6 separate regions of the Mus musculus genome follow, and all the other regions are linked to region 3. A link is a contact called in public HiChIP or PLAC-seq and promoter capture Hi-C data. All regions are on one chromosome and are shown on one strand. The core of a region is the stretch at or near the end of the contact, and the rest is flanking DNA. Distances in the headings are between cores, read along the strand shown.

Region 1 (3,110 bases), core at 564-3,063, 740 kb before region 3:
CTAACAGATTATTTATCTTAAGTGTGTGTGTGTGGGGAACGCCAGGGCCAAGAAGTGGGAGTGGGTGGGTGGGGGAGCAGGGCAGGGGGAGGGTATAGGGGACTTTCAGGATAGCATCTGAAATGTAAATGAAAAAATATCTAATAAAAATTGAAAAAAAATTGTGGATAGGGGAAAGAAATCTAGGTTGGCATTATCCAAACAATGTTACCAGACAATTTAAGTGAGGTTTTTGAATATTTATACAAAAGCTGCGGCTGCTAAGATATTCCAGTGGGTAAAATAATTTACTATGTAAACCTTGTGACTTGATTTTGATCATGAACTCACAGTGGAAGGAGAGAGCTGACTTCTAAAAATTACACAGACATATACAGACACACAGATACACACAGACATACACACACACAGACAGATACACACATACAGACACACACAGAGACAGATACACGCATACAGACACACACAGACATATACACACAGACACACACACACACACGCAGAGAGATACACAGATGCACACAGAGGAATGCACAGACACACACAGACAGACACACATAGACACAGTACTACTACTACTACTACTACTAATAATAATAATAATAATAATAGGGCTAGAGAGATGGCTCAGTGGTTAAGAGCACTGACTGCTCTTCCAGAGGTCCTGAGTTCAATTCCCAGCAGTGGCTCACAACCATCTGTAATGGAATCTGATGCCCTCTTCTGGTGTGTCTGAAGACAGCTACAGTGTATCATATACATTAAATAAATAAATAAATAAATAAATAAATAAATAAATAAATCTTAGATAAATAATGATTGGGGGGGTTTGTTTGTTTGTTTGTTTGTTGAGACAGGGTTTCTCTGTGTCGCCCTGGCTGTCCTGGAACTCACTCTGTAGACCAGGCCTGCCTCTGTCTCCCAAGTGCTAGGATTAAAGGCATGTACCACAACTGCCTTGGCTACTTTTTATTTCTTAGACAGGGTTTTCTGTAGCCCAATCTGGTTTGGATGTTATTGTGTGGCCAAGGGTGACCTCAAACTACGGATCACCTGGTCTCTACTTCCCAAGTGCTAGGATTACAGCTGTATGCCATCACACCAGTTGCCATCACACCAGTTGCCATCACACCAGTTTTATGTGGTGCTGCGCATCAGGTAGATTGGCACTCTACAAGTTTAGCCACATCCCCAGCCTGTCCTTTATGACTGCCGTGATCCCTCACCTCCATATGTCGAGTCCATTGCACCAAGTCTGGGGTTCCGTGTGTCCTTGCGTTCCCTAGGAGGAAGAACCAAAGGGGACTCACTAGGGAGGAGTTAGGTGTTCTGTGTGCTCACAGCCTCCGTTCCCAGTCAATATTTAGAATCGTGGGTAGAGCCACTAGCCAGGGAAGTGACACACACAGTGGCGAGAAAGAGCCTGATGCAATTGCTGGAAACAGGGGACCCAAAACAAGGAAGTACTCCATTCACCCCTAATGAAGGCCAAACCACGCTCTGAACATTTCTCCATTGCCAGTCCGCGTGCTGGGGGGAAAAGGGCAGAAACTGCCTTCTCTGGCTTCCCAGAACAGCCAGAGGAAAGGAAGTGGCCTTAGCGGCTAGCTCTTACACACACCCATCTCAGGCCCGCCTGAGTGTCTGGAGCGTGGGGGATGGGAGGGCGGCTCACCTTCTCCTCCACGGGCTCCCTTCTCCTGCTCCTCTCCCAGCCCTTCTCTCCTCCGAAGCTGGGGCACCTTTGGCTGCATGGTGCCAGTGTAGAGCGGACAGCACACAGCTGTTGTCTGTCTTCTTCCTTTCTTTCTTTCTCAATCTACCTACAGAGCTTGTGTCCCACTCAGAGATCTGACAACTCCAGGGACTAAAGTCCTTTCCGGAGCCCCGTTGAGGGTTAGATAGGTTATCTGCAGGCAGTGTTTCTCATACTCTGGCCCTGCCTGTGGCTTTCACAGCTCTCTCACCACAACCACTATGATCAGCTTCACGCTATTGCTATTTCACTTTCGGGAGTGAGTCTGTGCATCAGGTTGTGAGGGGGACTTTGCTTCCCCGAGGCTTATCACATAGCTTGGCTCTTCCTGGCTCTCTCTACCAAGACTGAAGGTCAGGGAGGGACCAGAAACATCTTCGTGTACCTTGTAGTCATTTTTCTGAGGGCACAGGATGAGGCCTGTAGTGACATGTGTGTGCAACAATATTTTTGTCAGGAGCTCTATTTGTGTCATGTGTGATGGTCGAGGCCCCTCAGTGTCAGCTCTTCCCTACACCTTGGGTTACCACATAAGCAGAAAGGGCAGACACACACTTATTCAACAGTAAATAGCGCCAGGGGTTGCCTTGCCTACCTATGTAACTTCAGGAAAGTGGACCAAACTTTTTAAGCTTCTTCTGAAAAAAAAAAAAAATTATGGGACAAAATGTCCCTACGTCATCAGGTGATTGCCAGCACAAATAAGGTAGTCTGGAGGTAGTCTGGATAAACCATACAGAGCCTGAGCACATTTGTTTCTTTCTGGTAGGCAGTAGGGCAGGTGAGTGCCTTGGGAGTTCCACTTTGGCAAATTCCTGCTGGGGATTAACTATTAATCCTCCTCCTCCATCAGTCCAGAGGTCAGTGATAGAAGCAAGATTGTAATCACTGTGATCTCGGACTGAGGCCAGGATCTCAGTCAGTCCCACAAGGGAGCTCCGGGTGGGTATCCGGGTGAGGATAAAGAAAGGGCTTGCTGCCTGTGGCAGTGGCAGTCTACTGTATTCCAAGGGCAATGGAAGAGGCTGGCTGTGCTCTGCAGGGAAGGTAGAAACACTATGACCAATGGGAGACAGTGAGCACGAGGCCCCAGATCTGAATGAGACAGACGCAGAGACGTAAGCCAGAGACACCCCCCCAATACTGTTTTATTAGTACACAAGCCAACAGCAATCTTTCTAACTAGCTGTGTAAAGGCCCAAGGGTGACAGGGACAATGGGGTGGGGCGTGAAGGTGGGTCTTGGGGCACAGAGTTATTCATTGCTTCACATACAGCTCAAATGACAGCCCCCTGTTCCTGCTGGCGTCCTGGAGGCTCCCTCGGGGCTTCACCCACTGCTCCTGGCAGAGCAC
Region 2 (2,838 bases), core at 232-2,731, 640 kb before region 3:
GATGACTCCATGGTTAGGACGGCTTGGTTTTGTAGAGGGCTTGGGTTTGGTTCACAGCACCCACATACTGGTTTACAACCATCTGTAACTCCAGTTTCAGGGGATTTGATACGCTCTTCTGACTTACATCAGGAGCCAGACACTCATGTGGTGCATAAACACACATGCAGGCAAATATTCATACACATAAAGTAAAATGAAATATACAAATGTATGTATATACAATATACACATATGTATTTTCATAAAAGAATAATAATTTGTTTTTTCACACAAGATATATTCTCACCTGATATACCTTACTTTTTTCTATGCATTTTACCAAAAAAAGTAATTAAAAAAGGATTTATTTATTTATTATATGTAAGTACACTGTAGTTGTCTTCAGACAAACCAGAAAAGGGCGTCAGATTTCATTACAGATGGTTGTGGATCACCACATGGTTGCTGGGACTTGAACTCAGGACCTCTGGAAGGGCAGTCAATGCTCTTACCCGTTGAGCCATCTCTCCAGCCCTGTATGCATGTTTATATGGAGGCCAGAGATCAATCTCAAATTTTGTTCCCTAGGAGTCAATGTTCTCTTTTTGTGTTTTTGTTTTTTTGAGACAGGGTTTCCCTGTGTAGTCCTGGCTGTCTTAGACCTCGCTCTGTAGACCAGGCTGGCCTCAAACTCACAGAGATCCGCCTGCCTTGTCTCTTGAGTACTGGGATTAAAGGCATGAGCAACCACAGCCTGACTTGCTACCCTCCTCCACTTTTTGTTTGTTTGTTTGTTTTTTCAGATTTATTTATTATATGTAAGTACACTGTAGCTGTCTTCAGACCATGTGGTTGCTGGGATTTGAACTCAGGACCTTCCGAAGAGCCGTTGGTGCTCTTAACCGCTAAGCCATCTCTCCAGCCCGCCTCCTCCACTTTTTAAAGACTTATTTTGTGTGTAGGGATATTTTGCCTGCATGTATGTATGTTCACCACATGGAGGTCAGAAGAGGGTGGCAGATCCCCTGGAAGTGGATTTATAGAAAGTTGTGGGTGCTGGGGTTAAGGCCTGGATCCTCTGCTAGAGCAAGAAGTGCTCAAAACCACCAAGCAAAGCCATCTCTCTAGCCCATTCACTTGCTTTTTGTTTTGTTTTGTTTGTTTCCTGAGACAGGGTCTGGAGCTGCCTGACTAGGCTGGGTGGCCAGGCAGCTCTTGAGATTTACTTGTCTGTCTGAAGTGCTGGGGTTACACGTGGAAGTGATGGGATTACCTCTCACTAGCCCCACTCTTGGCTGGGCGCCGCTGAGGGGCAACGAGGAACTGGAAGAGAAAACGGGCTTGTGCCCAGGTGGGAGCCACTGCCAAAATGATCGATAAGAAAGGTGCTGAACCCAAGCTGAGCTGGAGTGAGGCCGCGGGGCTGGAAGGGCGCACCTGCTTAAAGAGCAGCCTGGGCTCTGCGCCATGCTCAGTCAGTCCCGACCCAAACCGCGTGGGGAAGCCGCGTTTCTGCCTGCCCTCCCTTTGCCTCACCGCGTCCTGGGACTCTGGGTACGGGGTGCATGGTGGGCGGGTTGCCTCCCGGCTCAGCTGCGCATGCTCTGTAGTCAGAAGGTGGCGCATGGATGCCGTGATCCAAATGCCCCCCCGCGCTCCCCCCCGCGCCCCCCCCCCCCCCCCGCTGCCGCAGCTCAGCAACTCCAGGCTCCTGGTCTCATTGAGTCTATTGGAATTCGGGGCACATTTTCTGCGCCTCCTTTCTTCGCTTCCCGACAGTCCCTAGCTGGAAGGATCTTCTGATTTCCAGATAGCTCTTGGACTGGAGAGAACCTTCGAGTCTTGCGCTCCAACAACCCCACACCAATTTCCCAAGAAAAGTTCGTGGGAGCTCTTTGTTATCATAATTACCCAAAGAAGAATTAAATAATTTTGGAGTGCGTGCTCATGTAAGGGTCGGGTTTTTTTGTTTGTTTGTTTGTTTTTTGTTTTTAAATCAATCTTGTGGCACACGAATGAAAATCCCATCCTCCCACCCCCAGCATGCGCAACCAGGAGGATAGGTTCTGGGTCCTCCTTGGTAACATAGCCAGTTCAAGGCCAGCCTAGGGAGCAAGCTATCCTGTCTCAAACACAAATTCTGTTATAGTTTGACAAAGTCTGTAAGTTCGAGCCTCACAAGCTGGGGGTATGTGATAAATACAAAATCTTTATATATTTTCATTTTTACTATTAAACATTTTAAATTACATTTATCTATTTGTGTGTGTGTGTGTGTCTGTGTACATAGGCCTTGGTGCATGTATAGAGGTCAGAGGACAAACTTGAGCAGTTGGGAATCTATCCACTACGAGGGTCCCTGGAGGGAGCTTAGGTTGTCAGACTTGGGACTAGTCACCTTTGTTGAGCCATCTTGTATATGAGTATATGTGTTTATATGTGTGTGTCACATGTGTGTGTCCGTGTCCGTGTCCGTGTCCGTGTGTGTGTGTGTGTATGTGTGTGTGTGTGTCCATGGAGGACCTCAGATGCTCTGGAGCTGGAGTTACAAGCAGTTGTGAGCCACTTGAGGTGGGTGCTCGGAATCTAACTCAGGTCCTCTGGAATGTTGATACGAATGCTCTTAACTTGCGGTTTCTTGGTCCGCAGGTCAGTCAATGGTGTCTGCAAGAGAGAGAGAGAGTGGGGACTGAGGAACAAGAGACTGGAAGAATGGAGACAAGACAGGCTATCTGATCAAGTCTCAAGTCTTTTTATTGAAAGGCAACTATGGGCATATAAGCATAAGTCAGGGAGTGCAGCTGGAGACACGTAACCACAGGTCCAGGATGTGTAGGAGAAAACCAAGATGTTATC
Region 3 (2,871 bases), core at 162-2,661:
TGATGTGCTTGGCTTAGTGGAGTACACTGTTCCTAGCCAATTCTGCTTCAATGGTATTTTCTACCTCTGCCCCTTAAATAGCCCCTTTCTTCTCTGAAGCTGGGGGTGAGAGGGTATTAGGGGACTGACTGGACTGGCCCCTCCTTCCACGCTGGAATTTTTCTTTCTTCCTCAGTATCTTCTCTCCTTCCTCTTATCTCAGCCTGAAGGTGGGAGGCAAGAAAAGCCCTTGAAACCAGCAGCCTGAGGAATCATGAGCTGGATTAGGATGGCACAGCTCAGCATAGAGCAGGAAGTGGGGCTAGAGCAGTCTGGGAAGTTTCTTTTAAGGATTTCTGGGACAGAACGGTACAGGCAGGAGGACTGGAAGGGAGACGGTGAAGCAAGGGATTGGTCCTAGCCAGAGGGACAGGCAGGACTGCAGGCCTCAGCTTCCTAGATGCCCATGAATGACTGGGATGGACAGCCAGGGAGATACCTTCCAAAGGGCCCCTCTCCCAAGTCCCAGTCTCCCACAGAGCCATCTGCAAAGGCAGAGGTAACCTTACCTCCTACCAACAAAAAAGGTAGAGGAACGGGCAGGTAAGTAGGGCAGAAGCCTCCCTCCGCCAGGCCTTTATTCTCAGCATCTACCTCAGATACAAAGTTCTCCCATGGAGAAAGGAGGAGTCATCCCACCCCATTCCTGACTCCTCACAACCTCCTCCCAGGGAAAGGGACCCAGACACCAAAGAACTAACTGCTGGCCTTGGCCTCCAGAGCTCCTAGCCTCACACCTGTTACAAAGTGGCTCCAAATCCCCCGAGACCAGTCAACTATGGAAGCTGGAGAGAACTTGGGGGCAATCCTTGAGTCCTTGAGGAAAGGGAGGGGCCCAAGGCCATTTGTTGGCAGAGCGGAGTTTGGAGACTAAAGGAGGGTGTAAGGAGAAGTACTATACAGAGCCCACCGAAGACACAAGAGGAAAGAGACCTACACCAGCCTCCCAGGGCAAGGCGTGGCCGGAAAGAACCGTGCGACTGAGGCTGTCTCACCTTGTCGATGAAGGAGGCGAATTTGTTGTTGAGGGTCTTGATCTGCTCGCGCTCCTCCTGGCGCACCTGCTGGATGGTGGGATCGATGTCCACACTCAGCGGCGCCAGCAAGCTCTGATTGATGGTGATCTCGCGGATGCCAGCGCCCACCGGGCCCCCATAAGCGGAGCGCACGGCCACACGAGGCCTTGATGAGCCCAGGCCATAGAGGCTCCTGCTGCCGAAGCTGGCGCGGCCCGAGCTCAGGCGCACCTGAGCCCCGCGGCCCGGGTAAGCAGTGGAGCGAGAGCTGAAGTGGATGGACATAGCGGCTGGACACAGCTGGCTGGACGAGGCGAGGAGCAGCGCGAACTCCCTGACCTCAGGCAGTCTGCGACCTTTTATTCCTCCATGCGGGGCGGAGGCTGAGCGCACACAGGTGGGGACAGGGCGGGGCTGGCCGCTGGCCACCTTTCTCTGCAGCCAGGGCCTTCCTGTCCGCCTGCCTTCTGCCCTCGCACCGCCCCCAGCCGCCGCCCAAGGCTCTTCGTCCACTCGGGAAGTGTCTGCAGGAGGCCGAGACGCCGTCGTGAGACACCCACACCTCAGGCAAGTTGTCCAAGATACCCACAGCCCAGAAATCTCTGGACCGCAAAGAGACCACCTTACAATTGGCAGGAGAAGGCTTCCTAGAGCAGGTATGAGGAGTGAATACCTAGATTCCTGAGGCCAGTAGGAAAGCCAAGTGCTACAAAAGGAAGTGCCTGACAAACTTTAGCTCCTGCTGAAAGTTGAAACCCCTCACCCACTGGCTGGGGAAGCCCTAGGCTTCCTAGGACTCTCCTTCCTGGCCCAGCTGCTACTGGAGAGCTCAGCTCAGTTCTTGAGTAACCTGGCCCTGTGACGATCCTTACTGGGAAGAGCTGTTTCAGTAACTGCGCCCTCCCCACCATCCAAGTTCAGAGGGCTTGCCTCACCCCCTCCTCAAACTACTGTATGGGTTCCTGGGATGGCTGTGCGTACCCTTCTGTGCCCTCATACCCCTAACACACTAGTGTGAGTGTATATGAGTGCAGTCTGTGCATGGGGGGTCTGGATTCACAACTGAACACATTTGTATGCACATGTGTGTGTCCTGTCTCCCGTTCACATCCAGACGTTCCTCCCTGCTCTGCCTCATTTTTCCTGCTTACAAACCCACTAGGCTATGCCTGACAAGGGAATCAACTAAAACTGGCCTCTGTGGTAACCCGTGGTGGTGTGCTCAGTGCTCCTCGGAGTGCTCCTGGACTTCCAGTTTTCCCAGACTCACTTGGACAGCCTTTAGCCCACCTCTGGCTCCATGCAGTGAGACTGGTCCTTTAGGGGCGTCCTAGGTGGGGAGGATGGGAATGTCATATTCTTCCTGCTTTGCCTTTTCAGGTAGACAACCCTAAGCTCTCAAGGAGACTCCCTACCCCTCAAGGTGCTTCCTCAGTCCTTTGTCCCCCTCTGCACCCCACTTTCCATCCTGCTACAGCCCCTGCCACCCATCCCCCACTTTGGAGGTTGTTTCTCACCCACACCAAGAGCTCCTTCTCTTTCTCAAGCTGAGCCCCAGCAGGGCACAGCTAGTGCGCTGACCTGGACGGGTCCTGGCCCCCTCAGCCACAGCTCCTTCAGGATGAGGGTCTAACAAGAGCTGGGAAGCACACAGACAAAAGTACCTGGGCACTTCAGTCCAGGCCTCGGCCCCCTATAACCACCACACACAGGCTTGAGAAATACTTCCTCATTCCTGAGCCTACCCCACATCTGCCCTGGGCCTCTTACCCCTCCCTGGAACATTCTTTAAAACTCCAGTGCTAGCTAGATTCCT
Region 4 (3,222 bases), core at 98-2,597, 530 kb before region 3:
CAGTGGCCCCAGGGAAAGATTCCCAGCTTCCTTTGGAGCCTAGAAGCCACCATCCTCACCGGGGTCTTCTGCATCTCTTTTGGGATCCGAGCTTTAGCCTGGCAGAGCCAACACTGCTCCATCTTTGCCTCAACCCAGTCTCTGCCCCTTTGCCCTCTGCTTGCTGAATGATGGAGAGGCGAGGGGGTGTGGGGAGCAGTCTCAAGGTCTTCTCCCACTATCTGTGATCCTGTACCTGAAGTCTCTCCAGCTCTGCTTGGGCTGTGCTTGGTTCTAGAAGCCTGACTGGGAAGAGAGTGGAGGCCGGTGTGAAGTGATCAGGAGTGTCCTGTTCTTCTGAATTGAGCAGGTGGAGTCCTTGTGGTCAGGAAAGGAGAAGGTTATGGGGGTACAGCATGAGACACTTGGGGCTTCTTGGATACATGTGCATTTTCAGTATTCCAAAATGTCTGGGCCCCACTGGGAAAGGTCCACCAAGGAAGAGCTTAGGGGTGGCCACAGTTCCAGCCCCAGGAAAAGCAGTTGGGTTCCTAAGCTTTGACACCCTGCCTGTGGTGACAGGGCATTCCTTTTCTTTCTTTGTCCTTTTATTTATTCATTTTTTTTGGTTTTGAGGCTGGGTGACCTTGAACTTTTGACCCTCCCACCTTCACCCCTAGGGTGCTGGGATATAGGTGTGCTCTGCTATGTCTAGTTAGAGTCAAAGCCATCCAGCCCACATTGTGTGCTCAGCCAGGCCTATGGCTGGGCAGGGACCCTCCTTTCTTCCTTGGATCCTCTTTACCCCACACAGGGTTCCCACCCAGCAGACACCTGCCAGTGTAGACAGAAGAGTAGCTGCTCCACCCCTGCACTGTCACCTGTGCCCCCCACGCTGGACCTGCCAAGAGACAGGAGGCTGTGGGCTGGGAGGGTGGGACTGGAGCAGGCCTGGGCACCCTCTCTACAACCCGTTGCCCAATGCACCTTCCCTTGCCACCTGCACAGCACTGGGCCCTGGGGCCTTGGCTTACCACAAGGCCCTGGGACAAACCCCACAAAACAGAGCCCCATTGACAGCAGGCCATCAGGGCTGCGTAGGAGGAGACCAAGCCAGCCACTGGGTGGTGAGGGTAGCTGTAGGAGCCCTATCATCCTGTTCCAAGTGAGGAGGGCTTACGGGGTGGGGTGGGGTGGGAGTGGGGGGAGTGGGGGTGGGGTGCTTCCCATCTCAAGTAGTCTCTGCTCAGGAGCAGCACTTCAGTCTCAGTGATGGCTGGGCGAGGCCCTCCCACATCCTGGGGGAGAGGAGATTCCCCCCCCCCCCGGCCCCTCCCTCTCACCTGTGGTAATCACAGCTGGAGTGCATGGAACCCAGGGCCAGCCCAGCTGGGAAAAGATAAAAAGGTGTTTGGTGGCTCAGTAGCTCACTCCGGCTGATTCCCTCCTGCTCTCAGCTGCTTTCTCGCTGACAATCATGCGGTCCTCTTTGTCCAGGCAGACTTTCTCCACTAAAGGAGGCTTCAGCTCTAACTCAGCCAGCGGAGGTGGTGGGAGTCGGATGCGAACCAGCTACAGCTCAGTGACTATGTCCAGGGGGAGCGGCGGTGGCGGTGGGGTCCGCTCTGGGTCCAGCTCCGGGGGCTTTGGCAGCCGGAGCCTCTACAACTTGGGAGGCAAGAATATCTCCGTCAGCATGGCTTGTGGGGCCTCCTCTGGCCGGGCACTAGGAGGCTTTGGCAGTGGGGCCTATGTGGGCCTAGGGGCTAGCAGGCAGACATTTGGGCCAGTCTGTCCTCCCGGGGGCATCCAGGAAGTCACTGTCAACCAGAGCCTGCTGACGCCTCTCAATGTGGAGATAGACCCCGAGATTCAGCGGGTGCGCACCCAGGAGCGCGAGCAGATCAAGACCCTCAACAACAAGTTTGCCTCCTTTATTGATAAGGTGGGTGGGCAAAACCGGGGTGAGGTGGAGTGGGGTGGAAGCTGAACCTCTAATGGGGGGTGGTCTGGGCAAAGGCAGTTTTTACCATGTGCTCTAGATGTGCAGGGTGGGGTGATGAACAGAGACGGTGGTTTCTGCCTGTCGGAGGTTGGGGCTAAAACCTGCTGGCCGGGGTTCCTTCTGTGAATGAGAGGCCCAGCCCACCTGTGTTGGAGCCTTTCCTATACCGCTAAGCATTAGCCTTACCCCATTATTAAAAGATGTGTGGTCCTCAGTGTTCCTGTCAGGGAGTTGGCCTTTGATGACTTGAGTCATTTTATAGCTGTGGGCAACAGTGCACGGCTCAGGAATTCCACAAACCATCCAAGGTTGAAGCCTTGGAATTCTGTCTGTCCTCTCCAGCTGAAGAAGCCTCGGGGTCAGGCACATTGAGAACCTGGAGGGCAAGAGGAAGCCCTTTGCCCTCCCTTGCCTGGTTCCCCCTTCCGGCTACCACGAGGAGGGTGGCCACCCTACAGTTTGAACACTCTGGGAGTGTTCTGGATCCCCGTCTCACCTACAGGGTGACTGGGATCACTCTGCTACCACCTCTCTCATTTCTTGCTCCATTCCTTCAGCACTGTGTACCTTGGCTCTGCGCCTAGGCTGCGAGATCAGGCTGAGGCATAACTCCATGATTTGAACTTTTAACACAGAAGGGCCCTACCTCCTTTCTCGTGTGTCACCCTTAGGGTTCCATGAAGAGCCTGGGTAGGCGAGGCTTTGCCCATTTTTACACTATGAAAACTAAGGCATAAAGTGGTCCTGAGACTTGCTCAGGATTGCACTGGTATATGAGGCATAACTGTGAAGAAGGCTGCAGAGTTCCACAGTCCTGGGCACTGAGGTGTACCTGCAACAGGGCTCCTGGCCAAGTGACTAGGCCTGGGGTGCTGTGGAGGTGGCACCTGGAGGGACTGGGTGGCAGAGGGTTAGGGAAGTTGTGTCACCTACCTCTTGCCCTTTTCCCTAGTGACTCTTGGTTCTTTTGTGAGCTGCTGTGGGTGCTGGAAATTGAATCTCGATCCGATGGAAGAGCAGCCAGTACTCTTAACTAGTGATCCACCTCTAGCTCTGTTTCTCCAATGCTATTTATTTTATTTATTTATTTTTATTTTATTTGTTTTAGTTTTATTTACGTGTGCATGTATGTCTGTGTGATGGTATTGGATCCTCGGGAGTTGGAGTTACAGACAGTTGTGAACTGCTATGTGGGAGGTTGGATTTGAGCCATATATATATGATTTTTTTTTTTTTTT
Region 5 (2,913 bases), core at 311-2,810, 590 kb before region 3:
TAGGTGCTTACTCTTTTCCCTGGCTATGGGGTGGTGTCTGCTACCGCCCAGTTCCCCAGGGAATTTGGATATCTGTCATCTATTGGTTTCCTTAATTGAGATCCACCCAATCCCCACATCACACCCTGAAGTGCCTTCCAGAGAGCCCAACCCATCAGGTAATTTAATTGCAGGTGGAATCTTTGCCTTGGGGACCCAAACCTCTTGCCTGCTTGCTCCACCCAGGCCTGGAGGGCCTTGCTCTGCTCCCCAGTCTCCAACCTCTCACAGGTGCAGGCTGTGCCCCAGCTTGTTCTCCTGACTCACTCTGATAATGGGATAATGAGTTCAGAGAGACAGGTGCAGGGAGACAGGGTACTATCCTCATCACATCTGGCCAGCCTGGGGCCGGGGGCAGAGGAGAAGGGTCCAGGTGGCTGGAGAATGAGTCACCACCAGCAGGGCCATCCCGTTCCAAGGCACCATGAGTCACTGCCCTGGCAGCCTGGGGAAGGTGTCTCCAAAGAAGCGATTGCAACAAAGCCCCTGTGCCTCTATTCTCTGGGGTCTCCCTTTTCTGCCTTGGCCTCTGTCCCTCAGTCTTTGTTATTCCTCGAGGCCTCTGTCTGGTCTGGGGAATTCTCTCGGGTCTGGGTAGGAAAGGAGAATACTGTGCTGTGTCCAGAGAGAAGAGCTGCGTTTGATTTCTCTTTACCTTGCACAAGAGAGAAGACAGCTAGAAGCCTGTGTTTCATTCATTCCTCAAATATCTACCTACCTTCCCACCCCCCTTTGCCAGCCTATGGGTGCAGGATGCTGCACAGGTAGCGGGGTGGGGTAGTGGTGTTAGCTGTAACCTGGGCAGACAAAGCAAACAGGAGCTTGGGAACGAAAGGGCCCTGCTGGTCAGCCTGGCCAGCTCCACCTAAAGGAGGTCTCTTGGAGGTATTAGGAGAGACCAGCCAGAGATGTGGTGGATGAGGCACACCCTCAGTCCTAGTGCTGGCTGGTAAAGGCCGGTGCCGGCTTTGGTTAGGCTTCAGGGTACTTATACCCCCAAAGGGGTTGTGACCCCCCCCCCCCAAGATTCTGAACCACAGGATATTTGATATGTCACCTCTGGGAAAACATAGCTCTATCCCTAGAGGGATTGCAACCCACTGGTGGAGAACCTACAGCATATCTGTTACGTGACTCCCGAGGAAGGGCCCTTCCGACCTTCCTTGAGTTTCAACTTCTAGTGAGTTCTAGTAGCTTGCCTGTGTTGAGTTGAGACCCAGTGTTTTAAACTAAAATGCCTGGGAACCCTTTCAGCCCAAGTAGTTCTCACAGGAGGGCAGGAGATAAGACAGCTTAGGTCAGAGATCCCAGGCTCACTTCCTGCCTTCACAGGGATCAATTGCTCTCTCCTGGATTTTTAGGGTGGGGCTGGAGAGGGATCCCGGGTGGGAACAGCTCTCTGCTGCCCTCACCTGAGTCCCGTCTGGAGGTTGCAGACGTTGGGTTAGGCCCTGCCCTCTAGTGTCTAGCCACTCAGGTAAGAGGCCCTTTTCCCTCCCCTGGGGCTGGCCTCTTCTTTTATAAAGGGCCTTCGCTGGGCGCTGTCCCACCGTCTAGAAGCAGCTGCTTAGCTCGCTCTCGAACCTCCGTCTTCAGCTCACTGCCTTCGCTCCAGACTTCACCATGTCCATCAGGGTGACTCAGAAATCCTACAAGATGTCCACCTCCGGTCCCCGGGCCTTCAGCAGCCGCTCGTTCACGAGTGGACCCGGTGCCCGCATCAGCTCTTCCAGCTTTTCCCGGGTGGGCAGCAGCAGCAGCAGCTTCCGGGGAAGCATGGGCACCGGCGTGGGTCTGGGCGGCTTTGGCGGGGCTGGTGTCGGGGGCATCACAGCCGTCACGGTGAACCAGAGCCTGTTGAGCCCCTTGAAGCTGGAGGTGGACCCCAACATCCAGGCTGTGCGCACTCAGGAGAAGGAGCAGATTAAATCCCTGAACAACAAGTTCGCCTCCTTCATTGACAAGGTGAGACCCCTCTCTTCCCGACTAACCGTCCTGCGCTCGCTCTTTCTTCTGCTGACACAGAGATGCGTACATCTCTCCTCGCACCCCCCATGAGCTCCTGTTGGGACCCACCCATTCTGGCCACACTCTCTTCTACTTCTCTCATACCCTTTGGCTTGGGCCCAGAGGGTCTGAAGTGCTTGTGACTAAATCTTGGAGCACCTTCCCATTCACTGGAGGGCCTGGTCCCTTCCCTGTGGCTTTGCTCTCTGGTGGCGGGGACGCCCCCTCGCCCCCCCGCCCCCAACTGCCCCAAGGTTTCCTCATGGTGCCCCGTGCATTGTGTATTTTTCTATCTTCCTGTTAAATAATGGAGGGCGGTGTAAGGATTTTAGAAGGTTTCAGGTGTCTTGATTGAACCCGACAAACGCATATGGAGGTCTTTGGTGCCCAAGGCTAGAGAGTGGGGGCTCCAGGCTGAGTCACTGCTCGGCCCCTGCCCTGCTCCAGTGGGCGGGGCCGCTGTAGAGCCAGGGCGGAGGTCTTGGGTCTGCCCTTCCACCAGGAGTGGGGTGGGGTGGAGGGGAGGGTGAGTCTCAGGGCTCCGCCTCGGGAAGGCCCGTGCGAGATTCAAAGTCTGCGGGCGTTGGACACTCCGCTCCTGTTTCACGACCTGTTAAGACCGGAGTTTATGGCCTCAGATAGCGTCGGCCTACCCACGCCCCTCTGCGAGCTTGGCCCTTGTACCCCTTTCACTCTTTCTACGGTGGCTCCGCCCCAACTGCCTGGTTCCTTTGCAAGCCGAAAGCCAGGCCAGGTTTTGCAGTCCTGTGGCACAGTGGCCTTCGTGGCCCCGGGACGATTGGCCCTTTTTTGCTGACTGGCTCCTGAGAGGCGGTGTGGGAACGGGAGGAGGGAAAACACGGGGCT
Region 6 (2,970 bases), core at 246-2,745, 570 kb before region 3:
GCTTAAGGTAGCCCACCAAGATTGTCTTTTTTCCTCTTTTTTAAAATGTAGGTTTTGAGGATCCAAACTCTAGCCCTTAAACTTTGCAACAAGTTTCCCCCAACAACTTTCCGCCTCATTTTTTGATCTGGGGTTTCTCAGTGAACATGGGGCTTACTAATTATGCTAGGTGGGCTGGTCAGGGGGCTCTAGGAGTCTGCTTGTCTCCTCTTCCCCAAAGCTGAGGTTACACCACACTCTTGCTGTGGCTGGTTTTCATTTGAGGTCTGGAGATCTGAACTCAGGTTCTCATGGTTGCCAGCAAGCAGCAAGCACTTTACCCACCAAGCTCCTTTTTTTTTTTTTGCTTGGTGCCTGCTTCCCCATGTCAGGGTTTCACTTTGTATTCCTAGCCTGGAACCTTCCTAACAGTTCTTAAAACAGCTGTGTGTCCTGTGGAACACGAATGTGTATATTGTACTTGCACATGACCTCTAGACACTGATGTAGTCATGTGTGTGTGTGTGTGTGTGTTTTTCCCCTACACATTGTTGAGCTGAGTTGACTGTGTCCTCCCTAGCTGGAGATTGGGCACACCCTGTCAGCCCCTCCAAAGCCCACATGAACTGATAAATGGCTTCTTTCTGTCCCCTACTCTGTTCCCTCCCTCCGCTTGGACATGAAAACCCTGGGTAAGGCTGACGGTGGTGTCCCTAAGTTTGCTGTAGTGTGATGGGTTGGCTTCAGATTGCCACTAGCTAGGAACCTGTGCAACCAAGGCAGTGAAGGAGCTGTGCTGTCGAGCTTGGTGGCCCTGGGTTCAAGCTAGACTTCCCCTTCTCTTGTTCAGTGTGGCCTGGGACAGTCACCTTCTCTAGCTGAGTTTGACCTCTGTGAGGTGTGCCTGGTTGATTATTCCATTCAGAAGGTAGGATGTTCAAAAATGTACCACAGGGTTTGGTTTTGAGTACCCAGGGCAGTTGAGGGTTCTTTTCCTTCCTAATGATCGCTTGTTGTTGCGCTTTGAGATTACATCAAGACTGCTTTGGAGTCTTGCAGGACTGGCTGGCCATGGGGCTGGAATGAACACCTTGAGCCTAGGTTATGGAATATAATCTGGCACGACCTACAAGTGCCCTGGCCACCCGGCCATGGAGTGGCCACAAAGGAACAACCTGTAGACTCCAGAAAGCCAGCTTGTCCTCTGGGCCTGCCATGGTAATGCCTGCAAACCTCAAGGGGGTAGACAAAGTACTTCTGGTACAAGCACCCTAACACCACCCATTTCAAAGTAACTGAAGCCCCCTTCCCCACTCTCCATAGCCACTGAAACTCCTTAGCCCCCAAGGCTAAGTTATGCTCTCCCCTTCCCCCAGCGGGCAAACTGTTCCAGAGGTCCAGATCCGCCACCCCCACCACCCCTGGGCGGTTCCCTGCTGACTCAGGCTGGCCCGGCTTAGCGGGCGGGCCGGGGTGGGAAGAGGCCGGGCACAGGGCCAGGGCCGGGTGCGGCGGCGGGTGAGTCACCCGGATCGGGCGCGGTGGCGCCGCCCGGCCCCAGCGGCCGTGGGAGCGCTCGGGCACAGCCAATGGGCGGCTGCCACCCGGCTCGCGCCGCCACGCCCCCTGGCTGCAAGCCGCCCAGTTTCCAGCTCCCTGGCCCCCGACGGACCCCCGACCCTGGCAACCTGGGATTTTTGCGGACTTTGCTTCCCCATGGAGGCTGCGGGGAGCAGCGTGGGGCTCAGGAGTTGAGGAGAGAGCAGCTTCTATAGTCCTTCCTGCTGCAAACCCCACTGGTCAGGGCCACACTCCAGGTCCCCAGGAGGCCCTGCCACGCAGGGGGGGCTCTGGGTCTTTACTGTACCCACGCCACCTGCTGGTTAGGGCCACCCCAGGTCCACAAGAGGACCTGCCCCACATGGGGGCTCTGGGTTCTTAAGTGTCCACAACACCTGTGATTAGTGCTACCACACACCTTCAGGAGGCCCTGCCGATCAAGGGGGCTCTGAATCCTTACTGTGCCCATGACACCTGCTGGTTAGGGCCTGCTTCCCCAGGAGGCTCTGCCGCAAATGGGAGCTCTGAGCCCTTACAGTGTCCCTCTGGGTTCTTTCCAGGTAGTGACATTGGGGTACCCAGCACCTTCTCAAAGAGGGCAGACTCCTCTGTTTGCCAGTCTGTGCTGGTTGAACCCTGGCACAGTGTCCTTGGCCAAAGTTTTCTGTTCCCAGACAGCCACACTACCGACTACTTTCTGCTTCAGAAAACAGTCATGGTACTAAGAAGGTCATGTTTCTAAGACTCTAGTGACCCTGGCTCTAGTGGCCAACCTTCTCCAGGCTTTGGCCTTGGCACAACCGATACACACAGGCTCATCAGCACAGAGGCCCAGGCAAGTGTAGATGGCAGGCCTGGATTGTCATATACTCTATACAAGCACAGGAAGAGACAGAAGACTCTCTTTTTCTTTTTTTCTTTCTTTTAAACTGTAAATTACTGTGAAGATAAAGTGTCTGGTAATTTACAAATCCTCAAGAAACAGTAGGTCTGATTCTCTCTCACACAGACACAGCCCCACAAACACACAGCCCATGAAGACACAAACACACGCCCCCACGAAGAACCTCAGACACTGACACATGTTCAGATACACATCAATAGAGATACATTTGCACAGATCTGCAGACACAACTAACCCCCCCTCCCCCAAACCAGGAAAGCAGAAACCCCCACAGCAATCATAAAATCCAGTTTTACTGCCCAGGGTGTGATGGGAACCAGCAGCCAGCTGGGCGGGGGCAGGAGGCCTCAGCGTCTGGGCGGTGCCTGCTTTGCCCTGGCTCCCACTCAGCCCCAGGGTCAGGACGCCTTCATTTTCTGACACGCCCTCCTCTGTCCCCAAGAACAGTCACCCCATCCTTTCTCCACTGTTGCCTAAAAGCAGGACACACCCTCTTGTGACAACTGAGCCCTAGGCTATCCCCCCAC

The links. Promoter capture Hi-C pulls out the DNA fragments that hold promoters and counts their contacts. HiChIP or PLAC-seq counts read pairs in DNA pulled down with a chosen protein or histone mark.
Region 1: a contact with region 3 is called in a promoter capture Hi-C map of pre-B cells, with 4 times the contacts expected there. The contact joins the promoter of Soat2 here to the promoter of Krt7 in region 3. A contact is called at or near these places in 7 of 39 promoter capture datasets (the 3T3-L1 cell line, 3T3-L1-derived adipocytes, the C10 cell line and 3 more) and 1 of 115 datasets of contacts at active chromatin or transcription factors (pancreatic cancer cells).
Region 2: an HNF4G HiChIP or PLAC-seq map of pancreatic cancer cells shows a contact between it and region 3. The contact joins the enhancer-like site here to the promoter of Krt7 in region 3. A contact is called at or near these places in 7 of 39 promoter capture datasets (the 3T3-L1 cell line, the C10 cell line, cranial neural crest and 4 more), 2 of 115 datasets of contacts at active chromatin or transcription factors (embryonic stem cells and pancreatic cancer cells) and 3 of 9 other capture datasets (adipose tissue, embryonic stem cells and liver).
Region 4: a contact with region 3 is called in a FOXA1 HiChIP or PLAC-seq map of pancreatic cancer cells. The contact joins the promoter of Krt79 here to the promoter of Krt7 in region 3. A contact is called at or near these places in 24 of 39 promoter capture datasets (the 3T3-L1 cell line, 3T3-L1-derived adipocytes, the C10 cell line and 13 more), 3 of 484 Hi-C or Micro-C datasets (bone marrow-derived macrophages, embryonic retina and embryonic stem cells), 2 of 115 datasets of contacts at active chromatin or transcription factors (pancreatic cancer cells and trophoblast stem cells) and 2 of 9 other capture datasets (adipose tissue and embryonic stem cells).
Region 5: a FOXA1 HiChIP or PLAC-seq map of pancreatic cancer cells shows a contact between it and region 3. The contact joins the promoter of Krt8 here to the promoter of Krt7 in region 3. A contact is called at or near these places in 18 of 39 promoter capture datasets (3T3-L1-derived adipocytes, the C10 cell line, the HPC-7 cell line and 13 more), 3 of 115 datasets of contacts at active chromatin or transcription factors (craniofacial prominence, pancreatic cancer cells and trophoblast stem cells) and 2 of 9 other capture datasets (adipose tissue and embryonic stem cells).
Region 6: a FOXA1 HiChIP or PLAC-seq map of pancreatic cancer cells shows a contact between it and region 3. The contact joins the enhancer-like site here to the promoter of Krt7 in region 3. A contact is called at or near these places in 18 of 39 promoter capture datasets (the 3T3-L1 cell line, 3T3-L1-derived adipocytes, the C10 cell line and 12 more), 3 of 15 datasets of contacts at CTCF or cohesin (the NIH/3T3 cell line, large pre-B cells and stem cell-derived epiblast-like cells), 2 of 484 Hi-C or Micro-C datasets (bone marrow-derived macrophages and uterus), 11 of 115 datasets of contacts at active chromatin or transcription factors (the NIH/3T3 cell line, astrocytes, cardiomyocytes and 7 more) and 3 of 9 other capture datasets (adipose tissue, embryonic stem cells and liver).

What each region holds. Positions count from the first base shown.
Region 1 is chr15:102,149,278-102,152,387 of GRCm38.p6, reverse strand. Soat2 (sterol O-acyltransferase 2) reads right to left here and starts at 1,813. Exons shown (of 15, transcript NM_146064.1): 1 at 1,676-1,813; 2 at 1,227-1,282. The coding sequence starts at 1,754. Igfbp6 (insulin-like growth factor binding protein 6) reads right to left here. Exons shown (of 4, transcript NM_008344.3): 4 at 2,876-3,110. The coding sequence ends at 3,086.
Region 2 is chr15:102,050,879-102,053,716 of GRCm38.p6, reverse strand. No RefSeq gene overlaps it. Among named protein-coding and RNA genes, the nearest start is that of Gm41405, 7.0 kb to the right of the region's middle. Within about 2 kb of position 1,481, at least 147 of the 459 cell types and tissues checked have an H3K27ac peak or open chromatin away from gene starts, as enhancers often do. A contact at or near this core is called in embryonic stem cells, pancreatic cancer cells and second pharyngeal arch cranial neural crest, where this site is marked.
Region 3 is chr15:101,410,943-101,413,813 of GRCm38.p6, reverse strand. It overlaps Krt7 (keratin 7), which reads right to left and starts at 1,411. Exons shown (of 9, transcript NM_033073.3): 1 at 1,035-1,411. The coding sequence starts at 1,340. It overlaps Gm671 (a long non-coding RNA gene), which reads left to right and starts at 1,622. Exons shown (of 4, transcript XR_384459.2): 1 at 1,622-1,711.
Region 4 is chr15:101,938,449-101,941,670 of GRCm38.p6, reverse strand. It overlaps Krt79 (keratin 79), which reads left to right and starts at 1,347. Exons shown (of 9, transcript NM_146063.1): 1 at 1,347-1,924. The coding sequence starts at 1,457.
Region 5 is chr15:102,002,989-102,005,901 of GRCm38.p6, reverse strand. It overlaps Krt8 (keratin 8), which reads left to right and starts at 1,560. Exons shown (of 9, transcript NM_031170.2): 1 at 1,560-2,004. The coding sequence starts at 1,663.
Region 6 is chr15:101,976,061-101,979,030 of GRCm38.p6, reverse strand. It overlaps a transcript of Krt78 not described here. Among named protein-coding and RNA genes, the nearest start is that of Krt78, 23 kb to the right of the region's middle. Within about 2 kb of position 1,495, at least 346 of the 459 cell types and tissues checked have an H3K27ac peak or open chromatin away from gene starts, as enhancers often do. A contact at or near this core is called in 3T3-L1-derived adipocytes, the HPC-7 cell line, the NIH/3T3 cell line and 13 more, where this site is marked.